Linked DNA regions of Zea mays: region 1 is linked to region 2. A link is a contact called in public Hi-C data. All regions are on one chromosome and are shown on one strand. The core of a region is the stretch at or near the end of the contact, and the rest is flanking DNA. Distances in the headings are between cores, read along the strand shown. Region 1 holds the start of LOC100281870 (60S ribosomal protein L7-like). Region 2 holds the start of LOC100285033 (zinc finger, C3HC4 type family protein).

Region 1 (4,662 bases), core at 1,836-4,335, 330 kb after region 2:
TACGTGGAACTTTCACCTCTAATCTATCCATAGTGTTTTTTATAGTAAATCTTAGATTCATATCTACAGTACTTTTTTATAGTAAATCTCAGGTTTATTTTAGATTTATTAGTGAAGCTACTCTATGGTAGATCTGAAAAAAAAAATCTAGATCCCTTTTTTAAACGACAAAGCTTTTAAAAGTAGAAAAATAGCTTAAATTTAGAACCACTTTTAAGTGCTGTCCACTTTTTAAACGACGGGAGTTCCAAATAAGAAGTAGGCCTAACTGCTTTCGAAAGCGGTTGGAACGGAGCTAGGACACCCAAGTCTGAACCCCCACGAGCCGTAGCCGAAGAGCCTTTTCGGTAGGAAAACAGAGGTAAGAAAAGGCGTAGCCAAAACTTACAGACAAAGCATAGCCAAACTAAGCGCACGTTCAAAAGCATTGTAAGTACGTGTATACAACCTACAGAAAAGGCGGGCAAGTGAATTGCATCGTTCGACTTTGAAAAAAAAAAGATCGTGGGATGGTGGTGGGCCGGTTGGAATTTTTCGCACGTAATAAGGCAAGAGCAAGATCAGCATATCGACCGAACGTCCAAAGCGACGATGCGCTGGTAGCAGCACTCTCGAGACGCTTGTAGAATGCAGATCGTTCGTCATCAACTTTTATATATTCCTTCTCCCAGCCGAGAGAAAAAATAATACTACTTGGGGAAGCTTCGATCTTGATGAACCGGACCAATCTCGTGATGACGTGGGTGTGGATTCCGGAGGTTGCTGAACACACGCGTCGCACTTGTCGTCGCGGCCGGGTCGACTAGAGTACACGTGAAACGCTATCCGCTGTGGCTTTCTCACGGAATCGTCGCTGTGGCCGGCCACTGTACTGTACGCTAAAATAAGAATGTCTTGCCCGTAAGCATGGTTTCTCTACTACATGAAGCACGCGTTATTATTAGCGCATTATCGGCTGCTAATAACAGGTCGCGACTCGCGAGTGGTTAGCCAGACACGTTAGTGTATGCGTGATGATCGTATGGAGCTGGCCACGCACGCGGCACGCCGACCGCGCGTCGGATGCACGTGGCAGCAGCGACGTGCGGCCGGCAGTGCCATCTCTGGCATGCAAAGGGTCAAAGATGGTCGTCGTACGTGTGACGTGTCCAGCTTGGTTGGTGACACGGAAGTACACAAAGTACAGGAGCGCATCGACGTTACACTTACACATGCATGATACAAATAATTAAAATGGGCAGAGAGGATCGTCTCTGCTGACAGCGACGAGCTGAGGCGGGGGGAGATGGTCGTCGACGGCTCGACGCGATTAAAATTGGACGGCCTGAAAAGGATGTCTGCAAGGCATTGCTGCTGCTGCTGCTGTAGCGCTGGCGGCAGTCTAGCACTATCGAGTGATCAAACTCCATACCTCAGTCAAAACGTGACAGATCGAAAGACTGCGGGATAAATTATGAGTCTATGACAACAAACACACAATATAAGTTATTCCGGCAGATCGAGAAGTGAACTATGACAACCTTACTAGAGACAATGGTTTTCTAAATCCAAGAAACAACTAAACCTATAAAAATACAGATAATAAATATAGAAAATCGTGAAGACATAGACTATTCACCAAGACTCTATCTTTTATTTTTTTATACTTAATCCCTATAAACCTCTTAAGATAGGCTTCCTTTAACGAGGATGTACATGCCCTAAAACCGTAGTCAGAATACCTGAACCTGACGCTGCTTCCCGGGCCATCTCTTTGACTTTTGCAGGCCAAGTTCATTGACACTTAAAAAATATACTGTTGCTCATCTTAACTGTGAAGAAGGTTTTTTCTAACCTATGTAATTAGTACTACACTAAAAGTAATAAACAGTTGTACAACTAAACTTCTCGTCTAATCGTCGTACGATCATATTATCAAAGGTTATAAAATTTATAATAAGTTTATTATTTGTCTGTCAATATATCAAAATTTAATTCTAAACCATTTAAAATTAAAAGATGAAAAAATGAAAATATTCGTGATTTTTTCTCCTTTTTATATGTCTTGTTATAGTGTAAATTAGAAATTGTAATTTGATATATTCATAGAATAAATAATAAAGTATATATAATAATAATAATAATAATTTCCGATAGTTTGATTATATGATGATCACATAGAAAATTTAATTGTCAAATACTTTTTTCACCACTAAAAAATAAATTAGCCATGAAAAAACCACGCTATCTAGTTTTTATAATACCTTTTGTGACTTTTTATTAAGGTTCTGAACAGTTTATTAGAATATCTATTAGAATGCGTGTGTATGCTATATTCGCACTTCATATTCAGCAGATGTTTGCATAGCTGGTTTTCTTTGCACCCCTAAAATAGCAGGTGTTACCAATGAAAAATATTATCTCTGTATCCTTGTGTAAATAGAATTACGGATGGAATGAACTTTCAGCCAGAAACAATACAATATTTTCGAATAAGGCCTAGACCAACTTCAATAAAACGTATAAATGTTTTGTATTATAGATAATACTGTTTATAAAATGAAGTTTGAATTATGGATTATTATAGATGATATTGTTTATAAGATGAAGTTTGAAATAGGGATTAAGATAGATAGTGAGATAGGTAGTCAGGAGATAGTGTAAGAGTTATATGCATTTCTTTCGATTAAATGGAAAATGATCCTTCGTGGACCTTATTTTAGAGCGACGCAACCATGCTCCATGGGCATTCAGGCTCAGCATAGCCCAAGTTTTCCGGAGAGAATGCTCAGAATTCAGAAATAGAATGGCCACGACAGTTGTTGTTGTAACTTGTAAGTCCGCACGGCGTCCACACCCCACGGTGCATGCACGTCCAGGTCCAAGCAGAGCGTTGTTTTCCGGTCCGCTCCGGCACTACTCGTGTAATCGTGTTAAACGATCCGAACTTACGAAGCGCTGGACCCAACAATCTCACGGCCCACGATAGCCTCCACTCAAGCTCACCTGTTTCCACCAGCCCACCAACACACGCCACGCCGTGGGCCCAAACAATCCCCATCCGTCGGATCACCTCCACAAACCCTAGCCACCGAACCCCTCCTACATAAACCGCTCTTCCCATTTCCCTCGCCCTGCGCCGCCTGCGTCCACCTCCGCTCGCCGCTCTCCCCGCGTATCCCTCTCATACGCAGCTCGCCCAGGTAAGGTAAGCCAGCGCGCCGCACGCCATTGCCGCCCTCGTTGTTTACTTCGCGTTTGGATCTGTGGCTGAGGAGCTGCGCGTTGGTTGGCCTGTGGCCATGCAGATGTCGTCCGTGGCGTCGAAGGTGGCGGTGCCGGAGTCTGTGCTCCGCAAGCGGAAGCGCGAGGAACAGTGGGCCACCGAGAAGAAGGAGAAGGCCCTAGTCGAGAAGAAGAAGTCCATCGAGAGCCGCAAGCTCATCTTCACCCGCGCAAAGCAGTACGCCGAGGAATACGATGCCCAGGTCAGATCGCCGCTCCTAACCTGCCTGTAGACTATTCGTGCGGGGTGGTTGGTAGGGCTTATGTGCGGCATGCCGTTTTCATCCTCATGGCCTGTGGAATCTGTGTTTGATTGGGTTGGGCCGTGGCCTTACGCTGATACGGAGCGAGTTATGCGAATGCTACTACGTAACATGATCGGTTGCTGTCAATGGTTGTAGTAGTAAGAAATGTGTTGGCCAAAGTAGCAGCAGTAGGACCGGTTAGCTGCTCTGCTTAGTGTACAACAAACTGTTATATTGCTTAGTGCATTTGGAACGCATGTGGTTAATGCTTTTGTTGCAAGATGTCCGAGCACAATCATTTTAGAATCTATTCGTTGGACAAGTACGATCGTCCCAACTGTAAGCAATCTAGAATATTTTTGGTCATTATAGTTGCCTATGATGTTATTATCAGTAGACCATCTAGCATTTAGGGTCGTTGGCATTCTTCATATGCCTGATGAAAGAGAACCCGGATGTGTTATCTGTGTGCTTATGGGGATGCTTGGAGCAGGAGAAGGAACTGGTGCAGCTTAAGCGTGAGGCCCGTTTGAAGGGTGGTTTCTATGTCAGTCCTGAAGCAAAGCTGCTCTTTGTGGTCCGCATCCGGGGGTGAGTCTCAGGTTCATATGCCAGTATTTTACAGAGGATGAATTTGTATGCTTATGCTGTTTTCCATTTCTGTTGAAACTACAGTATTAACGCCATGCACCCTAAGACCAGGAAGATCTTGCAGCTTCTGCGATTGAGGCAGGTGTGTTCACTGATGTCTGTTTTTACAATTGCATTGCTGCTATTATAATTTTGTCTGATTGTTTGTAAAACTGAACATTTGTTTATTTTAGATCTTCAATGGTGTGTTCCTCAAAGTCAACAAGGCGACTATTAACATGCTACGCAGGGTTGAGCCATATGTTGCATATGGGTAAGTTTTCTAGCTGATTTAATTCTTCCGTTGCCGCTTATTTTGATATATCCTCCATTGAAAATACAGAGTTGAAAGCAGATCATACTGTTGCACTTGTTGCTTGAGTGAATTTTTACAATAGAATAGTGTGTTAAAATACTAAATGTGGACTTAGATTGCAATCTTAATCAAGGCTGTGAGTTTCTATGTTCAGTACTTCAGTTCTTGTTCAAAATTGTTAGGTTACATTAGCACTTCCCATCAGTG
Region 2 (4,696 bases), core at 955-3,454:
CATTTCTGTGCACACTGTCAGCTCCTGCATTTGCACCTTCATCAGCTCTTCTTACCCTCGAAGCTGCCCGGTGCGACGGCCTTGAGAGCGAGACTGATCGACTGTTGCTCGGGGAACTAGCAGTGAATCCACTCGGTGACTGTGGGCTGTTCTCCCTGTTCAATGACCGTTTCCTTGATGTGTTGACCCTCTCCTTGAGCCGAGCCAGTAGATCACGCCCGGGACCGGGAGTGTCTCTTGACCTGTTGCCGGTTTCGCTACAAGAGCCTCCTGCATCCTTGCTGATGCTGCCTGGAGCACTGGTTCCATGTGGTGGCATTCTGTCGGGATTCCTACAAATCTTTGGTCTCCGTGGGGTAGCCGGTGTTGATTCATTGGCCACCGCTGCCCTGTGCACCTCCTTGCCTTTGGCTTTGCCAACAGAATGATGACCACTGCAGCCATGGCGCGAGCAGCAGTTCTTGGCCCTGGGGCGCGAACCGTCCTCTCTGAAGAGAAGAATTGATCCTCCCTTGGTTAATAGCAGGCCGCCGACTGTTCGTCTTCCCATGTGCTCCTCCATGTCAGATAACTGCCTGGAGTTAGAAGTGGTAGGAACAAGTCAGACATTTCCCGAGCACGACCATTACCGATTCAGGTCCTACCATGCCTGATATCAGTATTTAATTAATACCCAATGTAAACAACTGAAATACCGTTTAGCCTTCAAACTATAATCTGTATGATTAAAATGGGCTCAGCAGACCCAAAGAAGTGAAGAACATGATCTTTATCATTAATTTTACTGGCATGTTTGGATCCTGGGAATTGAATTTCATTTAATAATCATACTTTACGCACAGACCAATTAAGTTATAGAAGCACATCATGGCAGTCCTATAGACTTATATCTAAACATTGGAAATTTAAGAAATGACAAATTCTAAGTCAAACGGTCTAATCTATTAGGTAGATTCTAATTCTTCAAAGTAAACCAAATTAGTCAGGTGATCCGTTTACCTATTATAATCAGTCTAGATATATATGTGCCTGCTCATAGCACAACCAAAGCGCCCAAACGAATTTGCTGTACTAGCAACCTTTTCCCCTTCCTGTCTGAAATTATTCCTATCCTGAAAGGTCAATTTGGTCAAGCCTGCATACCACGACACAACACAACACAATAATGTACCAAAACCGAAAGGTGTACTGATTTTGCTTTACGGGAATTTTAGAGACTATTAATTTGTCGTTTGATTTTTTTTTTGACATCAACTTTGACCGGTTTGTCTTTTTCGGAATATTTGTGAAAATATAGAAAAATCCAATTCATAGTTAAAGTAAGCTATATGATAAACTAAATCAAAATGAAAATAAATGATAATGATGAGTTTTTTTTTTTAATAAGCCGAGCCAGTCAAAATTTAATAAAAAAAAGTTAAAACGACATTCACAGAGGGAGTAGGAGGCACCCGACGGTTGACACATACGGATTCCATGGGATCGTAACTGTCTTATCGCATAAGAAAAATATTATCTTTGTCTTGTAAGTGAGAAAAAAAAAGCATGAGAAAGAAAGTTGCTGGTTTCAGACAGTCGAAGCAACCGAAACATGCAGCAGAAAACGATTCCGTCTTTCAGAGGATAGACTTTGACCTGTATCCGGGGAAGAAAACAGAGCAAGTTTTTCGTTCTTTCTTTTGCGATAAGAAAAAAAAAGCAGAGGAAGTTTGATATAGTAAATGAAAGGGAATTGGATTGCAGAGACAAAAGAAAAAAAAACCAGAACTTTCGTGGACCATCAAATCTTCAAAGACCCAATAAAACCTATCGCGCGATCGATCACGATGGTAACAGGTATGTATTCCCAAACTTGCAGCGCCTACAGCTCGCACAGGCAGTCGCTACGGAAGAAGTGAACGAGAAAGGCGCGAAAGAACCACCCTGAATTTCAAAGGTGAACTGCAAACTCGTAGGCCAGTTTCATACTGTGGCACGAGCAACCAAAGAACACCAAACCAGACCCGAAAAGGTTGTAAAAGAAACGACGGGTAGCATGACAAGAACATAAATAACACGAGGAAGAAGAAGGAGAAAGAGCGGCCATGACCGACCTTCCTTTCCAAGCCTTTCCTTCAAACCGGGCGATTCTCCTCCACTGGAACCGGGCCGGACAGCGACCGGATCGACCCGGAGAATCGAGGGGAGGAATTGGGAGGGAGCGATAAGAGGAGATCACGAGTGGTGGGAGTTGTTATATACGCATGGCCAAGAAGAAGCAAGCCACAGAGGGAGGGGGTTGCGGAGGCGACAGGCGACGGAGACGAAGCCGGCGTGGCGGGCAGGAAGGGACGGCGGCGGGCCCGCGGGGGCAGGTCGTGTGGGAGCCGTCGGATCGGATTGGGCGGCTGGGCGCGCGCAGAATCCGACGGCTCGAGGGGGAGATGGCCCGGCACGGGACCCGCTCAAACGAAGGCCCAGGACCGCCCCCACCACCGAATTTCCTGCCCGATAATGTGCCGGCAGTAGTCGAGTGAGTGGACCCATGGAGAGGCTGACACTGACAAGCGGCCATCCTGTTGCCTGCGCATTTTTTGAGAGTTTTTTTTTGTCTGCTTTTCGTGAAGCAGTGTTAGTGTTTTCTGGTCCTTTTTCGCAAAAATAAATGGTGTTTTTTTTCATCATCTAGGCTATGTTTGATCAACTATTGAGCATAATCAACTATTTAGTTAGTTGTCCCGTACATTGCTAGTTTTCTATATGTCGGCGTTTCGAGACCGGGGGTCCCTAAGCCGACGAGTGAGTGTGCCGCGTGCCCCAGCCCAGATGGGTCGAGCGCGTGGGCGAGCGCGAAGGGGGGAAAGCGAGGTGGCCGGAGACGGGCGTGAGAGAGGTGGAAATCCCGCGGCCTTCGTGTTCGTCCCGCGCCCAGGTCGGGTGCGCTTGCAGTAGGAGGTTACAAGCGTCCACGCGGGTGAGTGAAGCGAGCGGCCCCAAGAGAGCGCCTGCCCCGTCCTCGCCCCCGCGCGGCCAACCTTCTCTAAGAAGGCCCTGGTCCTTCCTTTTATAGGCGTAAGGAGAGGATCCAGGTGTACAATGGGGGTGTAGCAGAGTGCTACGTGTCTAGCGGGGGGAGAGCTAGCGCCCTAAGTACATGCCAATGTGGCAGCCGGAGAGATCTTGGCACCCTGCTGGTGTGATGTCGTGGCTGTCGGAGGAGCAACGGAGCCTGGCGGAGGGACAGCTGTCGGAGCGGTTGAGTCCTTGCTGACGTCCCAATGCTTCCGTAAGGGAGCTGAGAGCCGCCGTCGTCACAGGGCTAGCGGGGCGCCATCATTGCCTATCTGGCGGAGCTAGCCAGATGGGACACCGGTCTTGTTCTCTGCGGCCCGAGTCGGCTCGGGGTAGGGTGATGATGACGCTTCCTGTTGACGTGGCGGGCCTGTGCCCTAGGTCGGGCGACGTGGAGGCTCCTCTGAAGCCGAGGTCGAGTCTGTCTTCCATGGCCGAGGCCGAGCCCGAGCCCCTGGGTCGGGCGAGGCGGAGGTTGTTCGGCAGAGGCTAGGGCGGAGTCCGAGCCCTGGGGTCGGGCGAAGCGGAGTTCGTCGTCTTCTGGGGCTGAGCCCGAGTCCGAGCCCTAGGTCGGGCGGAGCGGAGTTCGCCGTCTTCCGGGGCCTAGCCCGAGTCCAAGCCCTAGGTCGGGCGGAGCGGAGTTCGCCGTCTTCCGGGGCTTAGCCCGAGTCCGAGCCCTGGGTCGGGCGGAGCGGAGTTCGCCGTCTTCCGGGGCTTAGCCCGAGTCCGAGCCCTGGGTCGGGCGGAGCGGAGTTCGCCGTCTTCCGGGGCTTAGCCCGAGTCCGAGCCCTGGGTCGGGCGGAGCGGAGTTCGCCATCTTCCAGGGCTTAGCCCGAGTCCGAGCCCTGGGTCGGGCGGAGCGGAGTTCGCCGTCTTCCGGGGCTTAGCCCGAGTCCGAGCCCTGGGTCGGGCGGAGCGGAGTTTCCTATGGCGCCTTTGGCAGGGCCTGACTGCCTGTCAGTCTCACTCTGTCAAGTGGCACTGCAGTCGGAGTGGCGCAGGCGGCGCTGTCCTTCTGTCAGACCGGTCAGTGGAGCGGCGAAGTGACGGCGGTCACTTCAGCTCTGTCGGGGGGCGCGCGTCAGGATAAAGGTGTCAGGCCACCTTTGCGTTAAATGCTCCTGCGACTCGGTCGGTCGGTGCGGCGATTTAGTCAGGGTTGCTTCTTAGCGAAGGCAAGGCCTCGGGCGAGCCGGAGATGTGTCCGCCGTTAAAGGGGGGCCTCGGGCGAGACGGAAATCCCTCGGGGTCGGCTGCCCTTGCCTGTCACACCCGGTTTTAGAAGGCAAACCGAATGCGAACCATGTACGTGCCAGGATCAGTTATTCACGTACACAGCAGTTACATAACATGGACATCATCACACAGTGCTCAAAATAGTATTAATAAGGGAAATAGTCGATTACATTATACGTCTGAGACGTCCATATAGTTCTTACAATAAATCAAAGTGCGGAAAAGAAACGTAGATAACCGCGGCCTTCACAGGCAGCCGACTGGGGGTTGCCGCTAACCCACACCTAGAACTCGTCGTAATCTTGGAACTCCTGGAAGTCTCCTTCCACAGCTTCATCTTCGCCTGAGCAGTGGTTGCAATGCTGACAACCTGGGGATGGGGGGGGGGTTTGGTGTGTAGAGCAAGGGT

Evidence for each region. Hi-C and Micro-C count contacts between places; a contact is called where the count stands out from the background.
Region 1: a contact with region 2 is called in a Hi-C map of bundle sheath, with 2.3 times the contacts expected there. The contact joins the promoter of LOC100281870 here to the promoter of LOC100285033 in region 2. A contact is called at or near these places in 3 of 25 Hi-C or Micro-C datasets (bundle sheath, ear and leaf).

Annotation. Positions count from the first base shown.
Region 1 is chr10:143,587,142-143,591,803 of Zm-B73-REFERENCE-NAM-5.0, forward strand. It overlaps LOC100281870 (60S ribosomal protein L7-like), which reads left to right and starts at 3,086. Exons shown (of 7, transcript NM_001374448.1): 1 at 3,086-3,187; 2 at 3,288-3,467; 3 at 4,003-4,100; 4 at 4,185-4,242; 5 at 4,334-4,413. The coding sequence starts at 3,288.
Region 2 is chr10:143,262,743-143,267,438 of Zm-B73-REFERENCE-NAM-5.0, forward strand. It overlaps LOC100285033 (zinc finger, C3HC4 type family protein), which reads right to left and starts at 2,205. Exons shown (of 6, transcript NM_001157928.1): 1 at 2,094-2,205; 2 at 1,000-1,112; 3 at 1-575. The coding sequence starts at 562.